3 separate regions of the Mus musculus genome follow, and all the other regions are linked to region 2. The links are chromatin contacts, called in public promoter capture Hi-C maps. All regions are on one chromosome and are shown on one strand. The core of a region is the stretch at or near the end of the contact, and the rest is flanking DNA. Distances in the headings are between cores, read along the strand shown.

Region 1 (4,279 bases), core at 93-2,592, 1.8 Mb after region 2:
CTGTCCTGGACAAAATGTACTTGCATATCACCAGGGACAACTTGGGTTGCCAATACACACTCAAGTTAGTAGAGAATATGATTAAAACCCAAAGTATAAACATCTCACTTCACCAACACACTAATAATGTGCTAGACAATAATATCAATAGCATTAATTCTTCCCAAATAAAGACTTGGGTCATTTTGTCAGGGAGAGGGAAGTTTGAAATATCAAAGTACTATCTGTGAGTGAAGGGAGTTTGGGTCTTCAGTAGGTGGGGTCTTCAAACAATTACCAAGGTGGGAGCTGAGGCAGCTCTGAGTACAATATGTTAGTAGTCCTGTGTGCACATTATAGAGTATATATCAGCACACCCCTAGGGTGTGCATTAATCTCTCTATCCAGTGTGTAAACTGAAACAGAGCATCCTCTGGTGGTGAATAGCAAAATAGACATTGACTCTACCCTCTGCCTTATTTTGGGACCCAAGTTCTTTGCCTGCAGGAAATAGCAGCAGACCTTCCGTGGTAGAAGCAGAGTCGTTTTCTGATGTTTATAGATGTCTTCGTCCTTTCGGATGCTTGACTCTTTTTCATTCTGCTTTCTAGGACTGTTGTGCTCCAGGAACCAAGCCCCAGTACAACAGCACAATCTAGACAGTAGATGTTGCCTGGCGGCCTTTCACTAAGAGAGATCTCTTAAACAGGACTAGAAATTTCAAATCACAGAATGGTTTTGTTTCCTAAATATAATAAATAGCGAGGAAAATTCCACTGCTGTTTTTAGCGCAAGTTATAATACAATATCAATTGTCCATAAGTCTTAACTCCCTTCACTGGTACAACACATACCTTGACATCATAAAGAATAAATTTCTAGCCCCAAACTATTTGAAAAGAGCAAAATCACACAACAGAGTGGTGGGAAATGGGTATACTTCAAGTACTCTGTACAATTAATATATACTAATAAAAAACAGTGACGGTGGCGGGATCAGTCTTGGGGGAAGCTATCCATCCCTGTAGGAAACAGATGGTGACTCCTCCCTCTCCCATTCAGACCTCTTCTCTCAGAAGCTCCCAGGTAAGAAGAAAAGACCAGTGTCAAAGATCGATATCCTGTAGATTACATTCTGTTAAAGGGGACAAGGGGGCCTTAGAGAGACCCAGGAGGACAGGTACTGAGTTTTTTCCCTGCCTGTGGCCAGGAGTCAGTTTCTTGCACCTCTGACCTCTCTCCTCCCACTCTCTGCCCTGTCTCTGCCCAGTCTCCGCCCAGCCTCCGCCTTCTCTGCCTCTAACCTCCTCTTGCCACTCAACTCCTCACTCCTCCCCTTGCTCCTCCCTCTTCCTGCTAGACCTGCCTCTGAGAGGAAACTGAAAGTGAAATTTGGACTGCAGGCTTGCAAAAGCGAAGCTGGGAGCACATAACTAAAGCTGAGGACCCTGGTTAGGTGAGTGAGACTGGGACCCCTGGCCGGCCTAGGTGGGCTCTTTATCCCCACACCAGATTCAAGGAGCCTCTTCCCATCAGCACCCCACACTCGGGAATTTGCGAACCCACCTGCTGCTTCTTTTCATCAGAGTTGTCTTGTCCTAGCCCTGCAGAGCTGCCCATGCTGGCCTGTGGAAGCTGGGCTCTGAAAGTGACTTTCCTAGTGCCCTGGACTAGCTGAGACGACAGTCCTAGCAAGGGCAGGAGAAGCAGGGTGGTGACCTAGGCCAGAGGGGAGCTCAGGGAAACCCTTACCCCTTGAAGATCCCTGCTTGAGGAGAGTGCTATCCATGTAGAAATTTCTGTGGATTTAAGATACTCCACACCCTAAAGGAAGTTGAGACTAGGTTTGGAGCAGCTTAGAGAAGAGCCCAGGGAGTGCTCCCCAAAAATGTTCACCGGTGAGCACACCTGCATGTTATGTACATAGACATTTATAGAGGGGAACATATGGGCACGCCTACATTGATGCATTTGTGCACAAGTATAGTTTGCATATAAAAACATCAATATATGTGTACATACATATATAAAAACATGCATATACACACATGCAACTCTTATAACTGGGCCATATACTCTTAGACAATGTACTCCGGATAATGAATGACATCTTACATGAACCTGAGTGGGGTCGCTAATGACACACCTAGGCTGCATTGTGTTGCCTATTGCACAACCACCATATGTGCAGCCTGTCATATTTGACAAAATGTCTACTATGATGTATAGCTGCATAAACCTTGACTCCTAATGCCTGACCCCTGTGGTTTCTGCCAAGATTAATGAAGACTAGTATGAGCTAACTCTGGTTGGAATATGGAGGGTCTGTGGTGATATGGTAAATGGTCGTTACTGCCATGACTGACGTCTCTGGGCAGTAGAGGCATAAGATGACAGAAAGGAAATGGGAGACGCCTAGACAGTGAGGGTTAAGCAGGGATGGGTGTGGTGACGGTGGAGCTGTTAGCAGCGTTACCCCCACCAGTTTTCTCTGTCTCTTCTAGAAACTCGGTTTCCCCTTCTGCCTGGCTTGCTCAGTGGGTGAGGCCGGAGGAGAGGCTCCTGTCATTCAGGTTGGTGCTTTTGCCTTCTGCCTTTCCCTCCTGTGTCATCGCTTGTCCACCTTGGCATTATTTGGGGGAGTTTGGGGTTTGCCTTGCTTTTGCTTTTGTCCTACAAACTCTCATTTTTATCTCTTCGCCCCTCTGCATCTCTCAAGATTCCACGGCAGATATCACCCTCTACAACCTCAAAAATGTCTCTGGAAAAGATGTGGGAGGAGGTCACCTGTTCTATCTGCCTGGATCCCATGGTGGAGCCTATGAGTATCGAATGTGGCCATTGCTTTTGCAAGGAATGCATTTTTGAAGTTGGGAAGAATGGGGGCAGTTCATGTCCCGAGTGCCGGCAACAGTTTCTGCTCCGAAACCTCAGGCCCAATAGACATATAGCCAACATGGTGGAAAACCTTAAACAGATAGCCCAGAATACCAAGAAGAGTACCCAGGAAACGCACTGCATGAAGCATGGAGAGAAGCTTCACCTATTCTGTGAGGAAGATGGGCAGGCCCTTTGCTGGGTGTGTGCCCAGTCTGGGAAACACCGGGACCACACCAGGGTCCCTATTGAAGAGGCTGCTAAGGTATACCAGGTAAGGCCTTAGCACAGACTAAAGAACATAGCCACTTTGTCCCCCAGAATGGTGGCTGAGAAGTTGGGGGATGAAGGGATAATTTCTCCCTTCATTGAGAGGAGCTTGTGTATGGAATACAACTTTATTTCTCAGCAGCAGAGGCAAAGCCATGGGAAAGGAGTCATGCATCGTGCTTCCTCGTGGCTCCCGGGTACATTAGAAATGCAGTGGCCCAGATCCCGTTACCCATTGGTGTAACTCTGTTTTTGTTAAGACATACTAGATTTCTTCCATAGTCTTTCCATCTGCCTCCTCCAACCTGGGGACTAACCTGCCATCTTTTTCTACAGGAGAAGATCCACGTGGCTTTAGAAAAACTGAGAAAGGGGAAAGAGTTGGCCGAGAAGATGGAAATGGATCTCACGATGCAAAGAACAGACTGGAAGGCAAGAGCTGTAGGCTGGGCTGTGTCCCAGGTCTTGACCTCAAGCAAGCCTTAACCATGACTGTGCCTATCCAAGGGGCGGTAGAGTTATTATATAGGTCACTCTCCAAGACCCATCCACACACTGTGACTCCAGATAGAGAGGAATTGAAAGAAAGGAAGGAAGAGAGGAGAAGGAAAGAGAGAAGGAAAGGAAGGAGGGAGGGATAGAAGAGAGTCAGGGATGAAGGGAGGCAGAAGGGAGGGAGGGAAGAGGAAAGAAGGAAGCTTAAAATCAGATGGGATTTTCCCCAATCTGGCACAAATATCAAGAATTTCTGGAGAAAGTTTAAGGTTTCGTCATTCCTTCTGACCCTGTCTCAGGGAACAGCATAGTCAACATTAGTTTCTTGGGTCTGTGATAGGAAGTCCACCTGACCTGGTGGCTGCTTGATGGTGAGCAAGTTATTAGTCCAAAGCCTGCTAGGGACCTAAAGCCTGTCACAGTGAGAATTTGCTGGTAGAAAATGAAATGCATCTGAAACTGGGTAGGAATGAGAGGCTCACAGCCAATCACAGACCCCAAATGAGTAGCAAAAACTTGACCCTCCCAAGATGGCAAAGACTGTTTTCCTGGGACCACTGCTTTCCACCCAGGGTATCAATGGGTATGGGAACAGGTCTTATGCTCTACAACTTGCTGAGATAGTAAGACAGAGGAACTCACATGGGCGTTAGTAGCT
Region 2 (4,278 bases), core at 1,682-4,181:
TCGAGTGTAGCATACTGAACTTTTCCTTTGAAGTCTTGATTTTGTTGGTGAAAATACTTAATGGTCTGATCACTTTCTCAATTCTGCTTTATGGTAAGGGATCCTGGAGCTGATTGCAGGAGCTTTGTGAATCCAAGAAAGAATTTCAGACATAGTCATAGATCTAATACATCCTGTTTACTGCATGTGCATTTTCAAGTGTGTAAACACTGTTATTATCATTAATAAAGTGACTCATTAGTTTCAAAGAAGAGGAATGAGAGAATCTGGAGTATGTATTCATAGATGTTTTTACTTTTATCAAAATATGAATCTATGTTTATATTTAATAAAATTAAGCATTTAAGTTCATAAGTCTCCAGGGTTCTTTTGTTTAATATTGCTTTAATAATCATGTTCCATGGGAATCCCTTTCCTCTATTAGAAATGAATATCAATGGGTATTGCACACAGTTATAATCACATACACAGTAACACTGCTCACTAACAGTGTGGCTAGTGTTGTGCTTGCCTGGTCAACTCCATCCTCTCACTGAGGTCAGAGGGTGATGGCAGACTTGAAGGACAGTGTCTGAGTTTTGCAGAGTTAGGAGTGGAATTCTGTCTGCAGAGAATGTTCATGCAGAGCTAGATAATAGTCTGGGAATTTTATAGTTTTAATTCCCGAACAAGCCTTAAGAACAAACAGAGAAGACGGTGGGTGAGTAAAATGTGGAAAATACAGAGACATGGTAGCCCTTGCTTCTCATCCATGTACTTGAGAGTTGGAGAAAGTAGTATTCCCTGGAATTAGAGACTGTCCTGAAAACTTAGAGAGCTCTAGCCCAGGATTGAGTATAGAGTAAATCCCTGCCTCAAAAACAAATTGTTAGTGTTTGGCATAAATAGTTACACATCAGAAGGATGGGAACACCATAACATTTCTTGCCAGCAATTGTGTCACAGTAAGAACAACAGTAGAGTCTCATGTGTTCATGCAAATGTGTAGTTTAGACTAGGGGTATAGCTAGTGATGGAAGAGTAGCTCAGCATCCACAGTGCCTAGATTTCAATCCCTTAAAGTCAAAAACCAAATTAAAGAACAACAGCAAAAGCCCATGATCCCAGCACTGTGAGGCTGAGGGAGCTAGAGTTCAGTTAGAGTCTGGCTGGGGTACACTTTGAGAGCCTGTCTCAAAGGAAGAAGAGAAGGAAGAAGAAAGATCATCATATATGTGAAATGAATTCAAACTACAGGTTCATATCTGCTGTCACTCATTATCCCATATTTCAGTAGATCTGAGAATGTAGGGAAATAATGAGAGAGGGAAACAGGAGTGGGGTTGAGACAAGTGATGGTGACTGCACAGGTTTCTTCATTGTTCCCTCACACAACTGACTTTCTTTATTTAATTATTTCTTTTTTATTTTTCTTTTCATTCATTCTTTCTTTCATTGTTTACTCCTCCCTTTCTTTCTCCTTTCCTTTTCTCTTGGGAAAGTTTCATGTGTTTCCCACGCCGTCCTGACGTCACCATGGCTGAGGATGGCTTTGAGCTCCTGATCCTCATGCAGCCAGCTGCAAGGCAGGGGCATCCTGTGCTGGTTTGAATAACAATGGCCCCAGAGGCTAAGATTTTTGAATACTTGGTTCTCAGTTATCAGGACACTGTTCAGGAAAGATTAGGAGTGTGGCATTCTTGGAGAAGGTATGGCATGGGTGCAAGCTTTCAGGATTCAATAGATTCTGACCACCACCACCATTCTCTTTCTGCCTCAGGTTTGTGCCAAGATAGTGTCTCAAGTTGTGACTTCTCACTTCCTGCTCCAGCACTGTGTCTCCCTGCCTGTTATCAGGCTCTCCACTGTGGTGGTCATGAACTCTAATCCATTTAACTTGAGCCCCAAGTCAAACACTTTCTTTATAACTTGCCCTAGTCATGGTGTTTATCCCAATAGTAGAAGAGTAAGGACGACAGATGACACGTGTGTGTGTCTCCACACCTGATTTAGTACAGCGCTTAGGTTCCATCACTGGGCTCCATCACTTAGGTTCTAGGTGAACACTAGGCCCAGAGAAGCCCATTCACAACCCTACAGATTTCTACCTTCTAGTCAGGGAATGTTACATCAGTATTGTTGCTCTTTAATACAAATCCTAAATCAAATGGAAACAACTAAGACATTCTGGTGAGGGAGCCCTGGAAGGGGGAAATGAATGCATGGGTCAGATCAACACTGTGAAAGGACTAGGTCTTTTCAGCCACAGAATACATAATCTGGGGACATCATGGGGCAGCTGGAGAGCCCTCTGCAACTCACTACTCTCTCTGCTGTGAGGGTAGTGAGGTATTTCTGCCTGGCTCTGCACATGACTCCTCCCCATCCTGTCCCTGATGGATGAGGAATCTTGCTTGTGTGGCAGCTTCCCTGAACTGCAACTTCCTTCCTGTTCTCATCCTACAAGAGTCCAGCTCCAACCTCAGAGGAACACTGCAGCTTTCTGTCCCTAGTCTTGTTTTTTCCTTCCCTTTGGGCCACACTTGCCACCTAGGCAAAGCCAGCACAGGAGCTCAGGTGCAGGAGAAGCCCATGGGGAAAGCTTTCTTTCCATCACAGGCAGATTTCCAGAGGGTCAGGAACTTTTTGGATGATTGTATCATGAGTCTGAACAAGTGACATAACAAGTTCCTGTAGCTCTGAAAATGTCCCAAGTTACTGGAAGGCAGAGCTGACCTAAGGCAACTGACTCCCTCTGGTAGTAAAACCCCAGTTAATAATGGGGTACCACCCTGTTGGTTGATAGTTCTGTGGTTCCTTTTTCTCAGTTCCACCCCTCAAAGTCTTAACTTTCATTTCTCTTGTGGTTCACCAGAGCCCGTGACTAAATTCTTAGAAGCTTAGTGACTAAGTTCTCAGGGTATAGACTTTGCTCCTCTCCATGATTCTGGGTCATTTGGTTGGTGTTTGAAGGTGTGAGAACAATATTAGACTGCAGAGTTGGGAGGAATTTAGAAGAAAGCACTGTCTCTGCTTTGGTGAGTTTAATTTGAAACTAAGAAGGAAGGGGAGGTGGAGAACTGCTGGCTTTCTGCTGAGTGTTCTGGGCCTAGGAGTCAGAGGGAAGGGTGGCCTGGGGAAATAGCTCTCATGGGCTGAAGAGATCCGGTTATTTCTCCAAATTTACTCTCTTCTTTCCTAATCTTTAATTTTGAGTTGCACATGAATCTCCTGCTCCAAGAGAGAAACTGCTCTCCCTCAAAAGTAGAGCCAGGGCAGAGTTTGAAAACAAAAGTTTAAGATTTATCTGAGTAATAATGGATTTACCCATGATTCTATGGATTCATTCCCTATGTTTCTGTCCCTGTGATTAGAAGTCCTGACCTTCCTGCAGCTACCTATTCATGTATGCCACTCCAACCTCAGTAGAATCTGTGTGACAAGTTCCACAGACTGAGGTGAAAACTTCAAAAGAAGGAGGCCTCCTAGAACCAGTTGTGGAACTCTTGGCTGAAATAAAATATTGAGCCCTAGTTCTCATGGCAATTTATCTGTTTTATCTTTTTTATTCATTTTTTTATTTACAAGATGTTCCTGATAGCTTAGGCTAAGATCTTAAGTAAGAATAATGGGTAAGAAACCATCCCTTGAGATGGGGTCACTAACCATGGCCTTATCTCTGGAAAAACCAACATTTCACTTTATAAATCATGCATAAGATAGAATTGATAACTAAAAACTTTCCCAACAATAAAATTTTACATGGCTGCACATGTATCATTGGAAATAGGCTTTCGTATATTGTTTAAGAAAGCCTTAAATAAAAAGAATAAAAATACTTCAAATATATGCTTTGAAGATTTACAGAAAATCAGGTACTAGATGTTAAACAACAACTGATCATAAAAATGTATTAACTTGTTCTTGGAAATTTGCCACTAGCCTTAGATGATTTTTGTATTTTACTATGCCAAATGATTATAATAATATCTGTTCTACCTGACTGCTTCACTGAACACACTTTTCTTAGAAGTTGTAGTACTTGAATGAGAGAGAGAGGAAGAAAGGGAGAAAGGGAGAGAGGAAGAAAGGGAGACAGACAGAGGCAGGCAGACAGACACAGGGAGAGACAGAGGGAGTATGAGAGAGAAAAAACACTGGAGAAGCACACTTTCAGGAAGTGTCAGATTTCTATTCCTTTGGAACATGATGTCCCTATAGATCTCATCCTAAACTCATGGAATTGTCCAGTGTCAGCCTCCACAGCTGCAGAGATTACAGGTAAACATTACTGCCCCA
Region 3 (4,459 bases), core at 1,277-3,776, 1.2 Mb before region 2:
GAGATTTGAAAAATTTTGGTGGGCCATTTTAGGTGAGTGGTATCTCTGACTTTTCTCACTGGTCAAAGCAAAAAATCTAGAAGTTATTTTCTGCCATGTCCTCAAGCCAATGCCCAGTTAATTAACTGATCACTAAATTTCTGTTTATTCTGTCTCTTGAATTTATTGAGTCTATGCAATGTTCTCCATTCTTAATCCTGCTGGTATAGGTCTTAGTCATCACATCCCACCTTAGCTACCTTAATTACCTCCTAATTGATCTCCACCCTTCTCAACATCCACACTCTGATGACTTTCTTTTATATATATATAAGATTTATTTATTTATTTTATGTATATGCGTACACCATTGCTCTCTCCAGACACACTAGATAGAAGAGGGCATCAGATCCTATTACACATGGTTATGAGCCACCATGTGGTTGCTGGGAATTAAACTCAGGACCTCTGGAAGAGCAGTTGGTGCTCTTAACCACTCAGCCATCTCTCCAGCCCTCTGATGATTTTCTACTTAACGTTCAGAACTGACTATAGAAGGCTCAACTTGATTTGACACTATTCTATCTTCTCTGTCATTTTTATGTACCACCACACTTGCCTTAGTCTGTTTTCTGAGGTTACAACTAAGTACCACAGACAGGGTATTTACTGATATTTCTAGAATCTGGGATGTCCAAGATCAAGGTGAACACTTTGTGAGGTTCAACTTGATGTTAGGATTCTGTGGGGGTCTAAGATAGCACAGGGTCATCTCTATGGTAAGAAGAGGGACGTGCTAAAAAAAAGACACAGACAAACTAGCTTTTATACTAGACCTGTTCTCCACACAACCCTATAATACATTAAACCACGAACGAACAAATTCACCCATAAAAGCTGAACCTTCACGACTTCCGGGGGGCCAGGGTGGGTGGGAGGGGTTGAGGCAGACTTCTGGGGTTCAGGCTGGCCTTGGTTATGGCCCTCTCGACTCACCGTGAGTTTGGGTGGCCATCTTTAAACTACAGCAATCTTCACACTCCTCCTGTACTCCTGCTACTTTGAGTAATTTTCTACTCTTCTGTGTGACCTCTATGTCATCCTGTCCTCACACTTAAACTTTACTTCCTGTGGGAGCCTTCCAAATCTCCTGGGCCAGAATAACCTGACACACACAGTGTCCCGTGTCTTTTCCTTAAGACACCATAATTTTAATTACCTATGTGGTGTCTCTTCCCTCTTTTAATCTGTAAGCTGAATGAAAGCAGGAACTCTCTTTTGCTTTCTGGGTGTTAGCACCAAGGACAGTGTGTCATACCATACACCTATTTGCTGAGAGTGAGTGAGTGAATGAATGAATGTCCTTCTAGGTAACACGTGCTCATTTCTCAAGGATCCAGGTCAGGTGCGTGTCTTCCAGGTGGGATGCAGCTGAACCAGATTCTTTTGGGGATCTTTATGTCCGGCTTGGGATCCAACATGGTTTGTATTTCCTAGGTGCTTGTCAGATTACAATGGATTCTTAGCCACAAGTCAGTAACTGTACAAGATGAGTGATGGACATAGGGAGTTTTGTTACACTGCTCCACTTTTGCACATAAGTGCAAATGTCTATAACAAAAATTTAAAACATTCATATTTACCCAGGGATAAATGAAAGTATATTCAAAGTACTTTGGAGTACTTGCTTTGAACAAGCCAGAGATTGATAAAGTGACCCTGCATTAAGAGTATGTGTGTGTGTGTGTGTGTGTGTGTGTGTACTTTTCCACGTCAGGGAAATTCTTTAGAAGATGAACATAAGATGAAATAACAAATTTAGATTTGGGCACTGTTAGACTTAGATGCATCTCCAATCAGTTTTTCAGTATGTTCAGAGCCCACCGAGCCCACAGCTCAGGGGACAATGCTTTTGGGGTTTCTGCCCCTCTTTGCCCTTGATGTCAGGGATCTGACCATTAAGATTTGCCTCATTGTCTATCCAGGGCCTGCAGTGAACAGGAAAATAGCCAAGTACAGCATTTCTGTTTAATTTCCACTCAGTTCTCCATTTGGTCCTTTCCTAGAGTTAATTTCTACCCTGGAGTGCAGTGGGGGGGGGGGAGGCGGGGTGGGGGACGCTGTGTCATAGCTTTATATTCAGAGGCACGGGTAGAGTGTAAGAAATATCTCAGTTCTGGTTTAGTTTAACCACTTACTCTGTTACTGAGGGCAAGTCGTGTTACCCTTCAGAATGTCAGCACCTGCCTCTCAAATCCCGAGAACAACAATTGTGGGAATTGCACAGCGCTGGTTTGAGGATGAATGCAAGCAAATGGTTGAACATAGAGCCTGGTACAGAGTAAGCGGTCAATAAATACGCGCTATTATTATCCACAGGACGTCAGGGAGTGCTACCACAAGAGCCAGAGAGCAGCCGGCTGCCAGCCTCTTGAGGCGCAGCCACGGTCCCAGCACCCGTGTCTCTCTCCACCCTCCTCCTTCCCCCCTCCCTAGCGGATCAGACTCCGTGCTCTAGGCGCGTCTCCCGGCGTCGGTGCAGGACCGACGCGGAGGTGAGTCCACGGTGGCATGGAAGGGGAGAGCTGGGCAGGGTCCTGGGAGTTGGGTGCAGCCGTGCGGGGATAGACAGGAGGCCTGGGACGCAGGGCTTGCGAGGGTCAAGGGTCTGCAGGGTGCGGCTGGGGCAGCTGCAGCCAGTGCGGCTCGCACTCGCTCGCGCGCCCCGCCCCGGCCAAGATGGCGCCCCTCCCCCTCCCGTGCGCGGCTCCGCCGCTCGGGGCGCGGCCTCGCGGCCTGCGCGCTCCTGGGCGGGGGATGTTGTGATGGAGAAGCTGCGGTGTTGCGGGAGCCTTGCAGCTTGAGCTACCTTCGCCACCTGGGCCTGGGGCCTCGCCGCGCAGGTAGGTGCTGCTCCGTCTCCAGCCCAGCCCCGGGAGCAGGATCCCCAGCCTCAGCAGCCCTTAACCCTTGCAGCCTCTTCTTCTCAGAAGTCCAGGTCTCCAAGCCAGGCCTGATTACCCCCCACCCAACTCCCTTCGCCGCCTTCCTACCGCGGGCCTGCAAAATCACCCTCCGCAGGATCACTTTGGTCCTAACACCGACCGCTCCCCAAAGCTTTGCTTCTTGATCCTCTAGGATGCCCGGCGGGGGCGGGGAGGAGGGGGTGAGCGGGGGGGGGGGGGGGAGAGCGAGGGGCGATAGAAGAGTGGGGGAGGGGACGTCTAATGCTGGGAAGGGGACTTGGATCCGGGTAGGAGCCAGGCCGTGCGATTCCAGACTAGAGCCCCAGGCTTGGGATCTGTCAAGCTGCATTCTGTTGTCCTCAGCGACCGAGGGGTGTGCCCTGGGACCGGCGGGGTTCCCATCTCAGCCTGACAGAGAGGCCTAGCAGCGACTAGAGTGCTCCTTAGGAGCAGTTTTCCCTCTCCAATTCAGATGTTATTTCCAGCCTCTTCCGAGTCCTGTTTGTAGGTTGCATTCTGAGCCCCTAATTTCCCATTCATTTTAAAAATCCACTCCATTCTGTCTCTGACATCCACCGAAGCTTCTGAGCAAGGTCACTGGAGCCCTCCTTGTAACTCCAATGGACACTTGGCGGCTGTGAGCCCATTACCACTGAGTATGTGTCAGTCTCCTTGAAGCATTTTTTTTCCTGGTTTTCCTCCTAGGCACTGTCTATTGCTTTGAAGTGTTCTCTTGTCTCGTCTCTGCATATGTGATGCTATTCTGGCCTGAGCTGCGTTCTTTCACTCTGACCTTTTCCCTTGACCATTTCTTGCATGTCTAACTCTTTAAATTTCATATATAAGCTGCTGAGTCCCAAATTTATTTGTCTGGCCCAGACCACTGCTGAAATGCAAACTCATATATACTCAACTGTCCTCTGACATCCTTTTGAACAGTTCAACAGGAATTCCAAACCTACAGATTTCAAGGTGAATTAATTAACATCTCTTGTTCCCCTCATACCTCACTTACATGTCTGTTGTTCCTTCAGCCTCTCTCAATGACATCTGTCCATTCAGTTCAGGTTATGGTCACAGTGAGGTGGGGTCTGAGCAACATTCACCCTCACCTCTCGACATCAGATCTCACCAAGCTCTGTCATGCCCACGACTTCAATATTTCTCAGGTCTGCTAATGTCACTGGAGCTCAATTGCTGTCACACTTAGTGAAGACAGCCCCCCTGACTGCTCTTGTTTATTCCCTCTTAGTTACACAGCACTCATAATGGTCGTTTTAAAAATGCATCCAATCATTTATTCATTTAACAAATAGGATTTGAGCACCTAATATTTACAAGGCACCGCGAGAGGTACTAAAGATGTCATAAGAAAACAGAATAGACTGGGTTCACGTCCACAGAGAAGTGATGTCTTTGCAGGAAGTCAAATAAGAATGACATTGTAAAGATAGTCAGCATCATGAAGGAAGATGCATGGTGCGCTGAAAGATCCGAAGAACAGAATCTAGGCT

What was found. Promoter capture Hi-C pulls out the DNA fragments that hold promoters and counts their contacts.
Region 1: a promoter capture Hi-C map of pre-B cells shows a contact between it and region 2, with 5 times the contacts expected there. The contact joins the promoter of Trim21 here to the promoter of Trim30c in region 2. A contact is called at or near these places in 5 of 39 promoter capture datasets (the C10 cell line, cranial neural crest, hippocampal neurons and 2 more).
Region 3: a contact with region 2 is called in a promoter capture Hi-C map of pre-B cells, with 8 times the contacts expected there. The contact joins the promoter of Apbb1 here to the promoter of Trim30c in region 2. A contact is called at or near these places in 2 of 39 promoter capture datasets (liver and pre-B cells).

What each region holds. Positions count from the first base shown.
Region 1 is chr7:102,562,545-102,566,823 of GRCm38.p6, reverse strand. Trim21 (tripartite motif-containing 21) reads left to right here and starts at 1,342. Exons shown (of 8, transcript NM_009277.4): 1 at 1,342-1,435; 2 at 2,484-2,552; 3 at 2,699-3,130; 4 at 3,463-3,558. The coding sequence starts at 2,735.
Region 2 is chr7:104,399,431-104,403,708 of GRCm38.p6, reverse strand. It overlaps Trim30c (tripartite motif-containing 30C), which reads left to right and starts at 2,931. Exons shown (of 8, transcript NM_001378693.1): 1 at 2,931-3,017.
Region 3 is chr7:105,579,558-105,584,016 of GRCm38.p6, reverse strand. Apbb1 (amyloid beta (A4) precursor protein-binding, family B, member 1) reads left to right here and starts at 2,526. Exons shown (of 15, transcript NM_001253885.1): 1 at 2,526-2,882.